Regions from separate parts of the Zea mays genome. Here region 1 is linked to region 2. A link is a contact called in public Hi-C data. All regions are on one chromosome and are shown on one strand. Each heading gives the region's core, a stretch centred on a gene start, on an enhancer-like site or on the middle of the called end of the contact. The rest is flanking DNA. Distances are from core to core; before and after follow the strand shown. Region 1 has its middle 83 kb from the start of LOC100282992. Region 2 holds the start of LOC100282992 (Inositol-tetrakisphosphate 1-kinase 3).

Evidence for each region. Hi-C and Micro-C count contacts between places; a contact is called where the count stands out from the background.
Region 1: a Hi-C map of leaf shows a contact between it and region 2, with 5 times the contacts expected there. The contact joins the enhancer-like site here to the promoter of LOC100282992 in region 2. A contact is called at or near these places in 5 of 25 Hi-C or Micro-C datasets (bundle sheath, ear and leaf).

The regions. Positions count from the first base shown.
Region 1 is chr1:111,796,577-111,801,436 of Zm-B73-REFERENCE-NAM-5.0, reverse strand. No RefSeq gene overlaps it. Among protein-coding and RNA genes, the nearest start is that of LOC100282992, 83 kb to the right of the region's middle. Within about 2 kb of position 1,471, at least 10 of the 20 cell types and tissues checked have an H3K27ac peak or open chromatin away from gene starts, as enhancers often do. A contact at or near this core is called in bundle sheath, ear and leaf, where this site is marked.
Region 2 is chr1:111,712,446-111,717,469 of Zm-B73-REFERENCE-NAM-5.0, reverse strand. It overlaps LOC100282992 (Inositol-tetrakisphosphate 1-kinase 3), which reads left to right and starts at 1,538. Exons shown (of 10, transcript NM_001155896.2): 1 at 1,538-1,966; 2 at 3,697-3,778; 3 at 3,955-3,987; 4 at 4,269-4,389; 5 at 4,888-4,980. The coding sequence starts at 1,794.

The DNA of each region.
Region 1 (4,860 bases), core at 222-2,721, 84 kb before region 2:
TACTTATCAATTAGTTTATGCATCATGCTTTACACGTCAAAACATGTATTTTCACTCAGATCTATTCTAACTCCCCAAGCATTTCACGCAGATTCATTCTAATTTCCAAGCTGGCACCCATCCCTATCCAACACAGACAAAAATGTTGTCAAAAGAAAACACGGACAAATCTTTCGTGTACATCCACATCACAAATGAAGTGATGTGCACGCGTTACACGTAGCGGGATGGAAGGCCACCGTATCTACCAGCCACTATTTTTTTATTGGATGCATGATTCACATGGTCAACACATTTCCTGCAGACAGACGAACTCAATTATTTGTTTTTCTTTTTTATTTTGGTGTGATACATCACATGGATGACAAGGGTATTATTATACTCAAATTAAGTGCCCTGTTGATGTATCCTCATCTTCATCATCAATTTTCAACGACACAAGTGTACTGAGGTTTTCTTTCAAACAGCGAATTATTTTATTTCCTTTGTAGGGCTAGTTTGTCAACTCTATTTTTTTCAAGAGATCCTTATTTTCACACGAAAAAATAAACTAATTTCTCTATAAAAAAATAAAAGTTTCAAACAGGGTTGCTAAACTAGCCCCAGTGACATGTTCCCCAAGCGATTTTGCTTGCCGGACATCTATGCGGCCTTCAGTAACTTGTATAGCACCAGCACTACCCAAATTGTTGTAAAATTAAATTCAAATTAGATATATGAAAAGAACACTCCGAGAGTGCATCATGGAAAATGGTTCAAAGGCCCAATTGAAAGAGGTTTATGTATAATAAATTTAAGAATGAGGCTCTTTTGCTGAAGCACCTCCATGTATACTTTAATAAAGAATAATTCCTTCGGTGAGTTTACTTCGAGAGAGATACTATTCCAATGATCATCTTCCAACATCTAGAAAAAAGGCTGTTGACACATAATTCAAAATTTGCTAGTAACATTTATCTTTCTTTGGGATTATCTATGGAATGAAAAGATTTTAAGTGTGGACTTTCTAGAGTTACATTCATTTGCCACTAATCTAGATATTTCTTTGGCAAAATCTCTAGAACTTCGTGAAGCTCATGATCGCTTTCAACTCCCATTATCTGAATAGGCCTATTCTCAATTAATTCTTACAGTTCCAGATAATCATCACAACTCTGCCACATCGATCAACTCAATGTTAAAGACTCTTGATCGTATATTTGTGGTTCTTTACCGTTCTCCTCAAATAAAGTATACAGAAGGTTCTTGGGTTCATCCTTTATTTATCAGGCAATAAGATGGCTCTGGAGTTCTTCGTGTGAGCTGAAACACAAAGTATTCTGTTGTCTCCTTATACATGATAGGCTGAACACAAGGGAGTTGTTAAAACACAAAAACTTGCATCTGTAATTTTATGATTGTGAGCTCTGTGTCGGTTGGCAGATCCGCGCTGATGGGCCTGCTGCCTGCAGCACTACTGATCCATGCTAGGCCAAAAGATGGATGGGCCACTACTGCTTTAGCGAGAGGAATTGAGGAACTCTCTTGTTCGGTCAACTTTTCGACAATAGTCAACTTGAACAAGCTACAACTTGTCCTTTACATATTCTCCAAATATCATACTCATTGCCCCATAATTAGCTTTTGAGCAGGCTAAGAATGTTAGGTGCGTTCAAATCATATTCAAAAGAGACCAATGATGCTGTGGGACTTTGTTAGTATTTGGTCAATGAGCAAAATATATTTGTAGAAACTGTTGAATAATTAGACAAATTTCAGTTTAAATTCCGAATATAAATCATGACCAAATCAGAAGAACTGAAATAACAAGCCAAATCAGATGATGCGTACTGATTAGACTTACAGATAGATGGCACGCGCCGGAATCAGCAGGGTCGACGATGTCGAAGTAGCGAAATCAGCAGGGTCGACGAGGTCAGCAGATCACGAGCAGTCGCGTGAAGACGCTTCCCAAAAACCTTATTCGCCCTCTCCCGGTGCAGGATCTAGAAGACGAAGGGTTCCGGAGACCTGCTCTCCTGATCGCAGATGCACCTCTGCGGTCGGGACGAAGGGAACTAAAAGGCGGTTCAGCTATGAAGAGAGGCGAAAGCGAAACTGGGATAATTTGGAGGCTGGCTGCCGGGCTCCTTTTATAGGGCCGAGTCCGCGACCCCGTGCTTATCCGCCCACGAAAATCTCGCAATCAGTTGAGATTTTATAGCAATCGGTTAGGATAAGCGTAACAGCCAAGAAACCAAAAAATCAAACGGCAAAAGGTAGCCGCGCCCCCGCAAGGCGAGGGGCCGGATTTCGGTGGACCATTCACGCGCATGTCGTGCGCCCGCGCCCTTCGCCCCGGCCCGGCCCGGCCAGGCGAGGCGAGCGAGCGCGCGCACGTGTGTGGCTCTCCACACACTCTCCTCTCATCCATGACTTGGTGAGTGAGTGTGGCTTTCATATTTAAGCTAGCTCTACTCCACTAGAGCTAGCAATATGGTGCTATTGGTTCCACATATTCCTTAGCCATCCACTTATATGGGCTTTTGTGATTTTCCTGGGATTTATTCGAATTTCCCAATTGGGCCTAGCCCATAAATCCTAACAATCCCCCACCAGATCTCAAATGCCCATCTGCAATTTTCGCCACTGTTCACTACTGTTTAATATACTAGTTTTTCAGCAGAGACTGTTAAGTTGAACTTCCGCCTAGAACTCCAAGCTACACCAACCCACAACTTGGATAATGGACTATGCCTTGAATTGCAAGTTTTGCGTGAATGGGTTTCACTTGAAGTCATGACCAGTACTTGGCTACCAGTAGTCCCCTTCTCGGGTGGAGCATATACGTCGTACTCCAAGGTCTCTTCATGAATTTACTAGAGATCACCCAGATCTCATAGACTGCGACGTTAGACAGTCTAACTCATATAGGTGTGTTCTTTCAAAGAATGTTCTGCAGGACAACATCTTCGCTAATACAAGCCAACAGAACACATTAAGGCACAAAGCCAACCTGCCTTACAGCATTTGAGAGTATTGCATCTTTACTTAGAGAGGGTCAAAGGCTACTCTCCAGTTCACCAATGGCTTGTTCTTCCCAGGACCTAATTCACGGGATCTCCGATCACATAGACTGGGTTTCCACCATGGCAACTTTATTCGGGTCTCATACCCATCTCTCTCGATGCGATTTCTATCACATTACGTGGTAATCCCTTGGTAAAAGAATCTGCCAGATTTTTATCTGTTGAAATATAAGTCACACTTATAACTCCGGAGTTTCTCAACTTTCTGACAGACTTCAAACGTCTTTTGACATGTCTTGATGACTTTCCATTATCCTTAGAACTCGTCACTTTAGCAATCACTGTCTGATTGTCACAGTTCATTAGGATAGCTGGTATTGGTTTCTCAACCACCGGCAAGTCCATCAAGAGTTCACGCAACCATTCTGCCTCAACGGTTGCTGTGTCAAGTGCAGCTAGCTCGGCTTCCATGGTTGACCTCGTCAAAATGGTCTGCTTGCATGACCTCCATGACACCGCACCTCCACCAATAGTAAAGACATAACCACTGGTGGCATAAAGCTCGTCTGCATCAGATATCCAATTCGAATCACTATATCCTTCAAGTACTGCATGCTGACCAGAATAGTGAATTCCATAACTCATTGTACCTTGCAGGTAGCGCATAACCCGCTCAAGTGCATGCCAATGATCAGTCACGGGGTTTGACATGAACCTACTCAATTTGCTCACAGCAAACGAGATATCGGGCCTTGTTGCACCAGCAAGATACATGAGTGAACCGACAATCTGAGAGTATCTCAATTGGTCTAAACCAATTCTCTTGTTCTTTCGCAGTGTCACACTGGGATCATAAGGTGTTGGAGAAGGTTTGCACTCAGAGAAGCCAAATCGCTTCAAAACCTTTTCAACATAGTGAGATTGCGAGAGAGTAATCCCACCATCTGCCTTAATCAGCTTGATGTTTAGAATCACATCAGCTTCTCCCAGATCTTTCATATCAAAACTCTTTGATAGAAAAGACGTGACTTCATTGATCACATCAATGTTTGTGCCAAATATCAATATATCATCAACATATAAGCACAATATAACTCCTTCGCCCCCACCACAGCGATAATATACACACCTGTCTGCCTCATTAATGGCAAAGCCTGCAGACGTTAGAGTCGTGTCAAACTTCTCATGCCACTGCTTTGGTGCTTGCTTCAGACCATACAGAGATTTCAATAACTTGCACACCTTGCTTTCTTGACCCTTTACTACAAATCCATCAGGCTGTTCCATATAGATTTCCTCGTCCAGCTCTCCATTTAGAAAAGCTGTCTTTACATCCATCTGATGAACAAGGAGACCATACGAGGCAGCCAAAGAAAGTAGTACTCGAATAGTGGTCATTCTAGCAACAAGTGAGTAAGTCTCAAAGAAGTCTTCTCCTTCTTTCTGAGTATAGCCTTTAGCCACAAGCCTAGCCTTGTACTTTTCAATTGTACCATCAGGCTTGAGCTTCTTTTTAAACACCCACTTACAACCCACAGGTTTGCATCCATAGGGTCGATCAGTGACTTCCCATGTACCATTTGAAAGAATGGAGTCCATCTCATTATGAACTGCTTCTTTCCAATCATCTGCATCTGGAGATGCAAATGCTTCTGCAATGGTAGTAGGAGTATCGTCCACAAGGTACACAATGAAATCATCACCAAAGGATTTTTCAACCCTTTGTCTCTTGCTCCTTTTAGGAGCATCATTGCCATCCTCCTCTAGGACAATTTCATGTGGTTGTTCAAAACTCTCAATAGGTGTACTATGTTCAGGAGTTATCTCAGAAGAGTATCTAGAATTGCTATGA
Region 2 (5,024 bases), core at 289-2,788:
ATCAGGAAAAGGAGGCAGAAAAAATATTAAATGACACACATCCGCAGTATCCACCACCGCAAAAGAGATGGAGACCAAAGGCCATTGAGGAAAAGCAAACGACCACAAAGACAGAAAATAAAAGAACATCTATGCAGCTCTCTGCAGGTATGGCAGACAATCCGGCTATAAAGGCCGGACCACCCGTACAAGGCACAGACCGTTCAACCTCTAAGGTCGGACCGTCCGCACTACACCAGGACACCTCCAACGACGTACCGACACCCATGGAGGAAGACGACCTGCAAGGAGAAGACCTGGTCGACTATGGAGCTACGCCATAACACTTAGAAAATTAGGAAAGCAAGATGACAAATTGGTCAGGACCAGTACAACGCTCGACGGTGTTGGACTGACAGTTCGATCAAAGCTAAACAAGTCACGTCCGTTGGGTTAACCATCGTGACCAAGACCCTTGCGTACCATCCTAGTAGGTGGCAAGATGCCTAAGAAAGCCGATGTGATCACATCAGGTTAGTTGCTTTTGGTTCGCCTAGCTCCTCGAAAAGGCAGGGGGCATATGTTGAGCACCAAATTGAGCGACCGGACGGTCCGACCCTGAGGCTGGACGGCCCATGCGCGCTTAGAGCCAATTAGGGTTCCGAGTTTCTTGCTACAGCTGTTGGCTAGATTCACGGAATTAGCTCGGGGAATTTGTTTGTAACGGGTCTAGCCCCCTCCTCTATAAATACAGAGGAATACGACCGATTAATGATCAACAATCAAATCAATAATCAATACAATTCGCATTTTATCGTACACTTAGAAGTAGTTCTAGTCTAGTTCTAGTTTAGTCTTCCAATCCTCAAATTCTCCGCTTCTCTTAGCCTCTACGTCGATCAGATGAGTCTAGGTCGGTCTGCCGAGCCTAAACAACACCTAGGATCTGTCCTCCCCGACGGGGTCCCTCCGGCAGTGAACTCCGCCGCCCCTGCGCACGCGCGGACCCTCCGGCACGTCAGACAGGAAACCCAAGCCCTGCGCTAGGTCGCGGACAGTCTGGCCCCTGGCCGCGGACCGTCCGCGCCTGTGCATAGAGCACCGCCGCCGGTTCTCATTATAGTGAATGGCGCCCGAAAAGATGTCAACAGTACCTAAAACCAAACACTCTCACCTCAAACTTAAGTTTAGCTCCTGTCACGTCGAATATTTGGATGATAATTACAGGTATAAATATAGTCTGATTATAAAACTAATTACACAAATGAAGACCAAAAGATAATATGAATTTATTAAACTTAATAAAATTTATATTTTATACACCTAATTAATATTTAAATATTTAATATGACACGAACTAAATTTTAGCTAGAGAAATTAAACACCCCTAAGTCGCGCATGTATACGCATAAGGATAATATGATGATTTTTGTGAGCTAATTTTCAAGAGAAAGCTATAAAGGTTTGCGCAGCCGTAGAGGATCCGAGCAGCAGCCACGTGGGCCGTGCTCATGGTCCCTTTACGTCTACAAATACCCTCCCGCTCTCCCTCTCCTTCTTCTCTAGACTCCCCTTCGTCCCTTTCTCTCTCTTCACACTCGCCTCGCCATTAAAGCTCCAAAAAAGAAAAAAAGGCTGCGAAAAAAATCATCTTCTCTTCTCCTAAAATCTTCCACCTTGAACCGTCCCTGTCCGCGAATTTCTAGATGCCCCGATCGCTTCCGATTTTTTTCTGGATTTCTCCGATTTTTTGAAGTATTTTTCCTTGTGGACGGTTTCATTGCCATTCCTCGACGGGGTTAGGGTTTGCGGGGATGAGGGTGCACGGCGAGGTGTCGGACGATGAGGCGGCCGTGGCTGTGGTTGGGGAAACGGTGCCCTCCTCGCCGCCTCCCGCCTCCGTGGTGCAGCCGCTGGTGGTGGGGTACGCCCTCACCAAGAAGAAAGTCAAGAGCTTCCTGCAGCCCAAGCTGCTCGCGCTGGCCAGGTAAAGAATAGACCTGCTGATCCCCAGCGTCAACGCTGGAATCTTTTGTGTGGTTCTCCTAGGAGAAGAGGCGTGTGCTGTGGACTGTGATGGCTGATTTGGTTGACTGAAAGGGATATGATTTCTGTTTCATTTAATTTTTATGGACCAACGCGAACGAAATGGAAATGATGGTTAGTGGATTAAAACTTGGGATGAGTGGGGGCATTTATTAAATGTTCAATCTGCATTCTGACCAGATTATGCTGTTACCCTTCTTGGACAAATTCTCTAAAGGGAAGTTTTTTTTTTGATTCAGTAGAGTAGGAATTGCAGGAGCTGATTTTATTGTTAATTGATTTGGTTTCTATTGTTTTGGATGGAATGGAATTGACTGCATTTTCTCTGTGGACAAGGAATGTCGATATCATAACACTTAAGTAGTTAAGTGGATGCCTAGGCCCTAGTGGCTTCTGCATGAGTTTTATAGCTATGGACTGGGGGGCGTATATTATTTTACTAGTGTTTTGGAAGCAGTCTGGGAGGCTTGTTTGTCAAATGTTAATTCTAGTTCAAACTTTTAGTATCCATCTATTTTTACATGCAAATTTCATTTGGATGGCATCTTGGACTCTCATGTTGGAATATTCTTATGGATAACTACATCACATGTCTTGGATATGTGTTTAAAATGACCAGATGACCAAAATAATCTGCCAGACTATTTGGCAAAGAGTAAAACTTTTTTGAATTAAGAGTCACCTCAAATTATAGTACAATGTGGATATTATGACTTGACCAAGGCTTGGCACATGCTCACATCGATAAAAGATGGTGGAAAAAGGAAATGAAATAATTGGAACAGGGACATTTTTGTTTTCTCTGCGACAAGAGAATTATTTCATATTTCTTTTGAAGCATAGTTTGTATAGATTTTGCGTGTTTCAATAAGTCTTTCAAGCATTTGACTTCTGAATCAACTATATTTATTGTTATAGATTTGTTTATTACAAGTCTCAGGTACATGAAAATAGGAAATGTTTGATGCTTACGGTGTACCTGTTGGCTTCCAGCGAATTAAATTGTTATCATTAGTGTGTGTATTGTGTAGTTGGAGAATATTAGTCATATATTTACACCAGATAACATATATTCGTGATTCACTTAGGTCATTATTTTTTGTTATATTGGAAGAACATGAAGTTTCTGAATCAACAAAGCTTATGATGAAACTTCGATAATATGTGGCTTTAAGTTGCTACAGGGATATAAGATCATACAATAACAGGCTATATTATTTTGTCAGTCAACCTTAAGTTTGCTTTGGATAGGTTTATATATTATTTCTTCGCGTCCTTGTTCAAAATCAAGTAGAGCCTATGTAACTCAGGAAATCTTAAATTTTGTCTCCCAGATGTGATTACCCTTGCTACTTTAGTTTCACAAATATTTATTTATTTATTTATTTATTATATTGAGGTGTTGAAGCTGCCTTAGGGCCTGTTCGCTTCTACCGGAACAGACCCGGATTCATTCCAACTCATCGAAATCTATATAAATTAGAGAAGTAATCCGGCTAGAAATCAATCCTGAGCTTCAATCCCTAGTAACCGAACGGGGCCTTAATATTTTTTCAGTTGTTGCTCTTAGATGATCCTGCTAGTCCATGCTTGTTAATATGACCATTATACTGTTACCTGCCTTGGTTTTATACCGTTTGATGAGCCTTTTGTAAAACTGGATTTGTTTAGGAAGAAAGGCATTCATTTCGTATCAATTGATGAGACTTGCCCCCTCTCTGAACAAGGTCCATTTGACATCATTTTGCACAAGGTCCGTCCCTATGTCTTTCTCTTGATGTTCATCAAATTAAATCTTGGATATTGAAGTTTTGGGTATCCTTTATTTTTCCATAGGTTCTTTTGAACATCCAGATGCACTTCTCTGCATTTGTAATCCCATGCTGATTTTGTTTGCTTTGACTGAATTTCATGCTTTCTTTTTGTCAGCTTACTAGTAAGGAGTGGCAGCAAGTTTTGGAGGTAGGCTCTGAGCACCAAAGCGGAACCCTTCTTTTGTGCCATGTATAATTGTGTGCACCTCAGGGTGTGCATCATGTGTAGCTACTATTATGTTTTTCGTGTAGTTGTTTCTATTTGCAACATGCATTTAGGCATGATTGCAACATTGTGAGACTTACTGCAGTTAAAAGCATGATTGCAACATTGTCAGACTTACTGCAGTACTTTCACATTAAACATTCTTAATGTAGACTGTTTTGTTTTCTTCTGAATTCAATATTTTTATTTTCATATTCTTGAAGGACTATCGTGAAGAGCATCCAGAAGTGACTGTCCTCGACCCACCAAATGCTATCCAACATTTGCACAATCGCCAATCAATGCTACAAGAAGTTGCTGATTTGAACCTGTCCAATGGTTATGGTAATGTTTCGTACTGTGTTGGCATTCATGTATTAGCAAATAGATTTATGTGATGTTATGAGCTATCTTTGCTCTTGTTATATTCTTTTAGTGTAAGTTAATTTGATATGTTGTGGTCTAGACTAGAGCAACATGGTAACAGTGACCCTACTATCCTCCCAAGAGCGGGAGAGGAGGCGCCGTTGCAAAGACACAATAATGATGAAAGGAACACTGCAATTGTTGATGTGCTCTTAGATTTAACTCGTATTTGGTGAATTCTTAATTAGTCAATTTTTAAACTGTTGGTTTTGTTTTGGAAACTATAATTGTATTGACTTGGGATCACACTGCTGATAGCTCTACTTTTGAATATTCATAATGGTTTTATAGCTTGCTTGAAATTAAATTTACAATTCTAATATTGCCATGTAGCTGGATGAGTTATGCACTTTTTATTCTGCTGAAATAACATCTCCAGCTTTTCTCCTTATTATTTCTACAAACAAATTATTGTAGGAGAGGTTTGCGCTCCACGACAACTAGTCATCATGAAAGATCCGTCTTCCATACCTGATGCAGTTGCCAAGGCTGGACTAACCTTGCCTTTGGGTGAGTAATTTGCACCTTCCATTTATGATCATGTTACTTGTCAA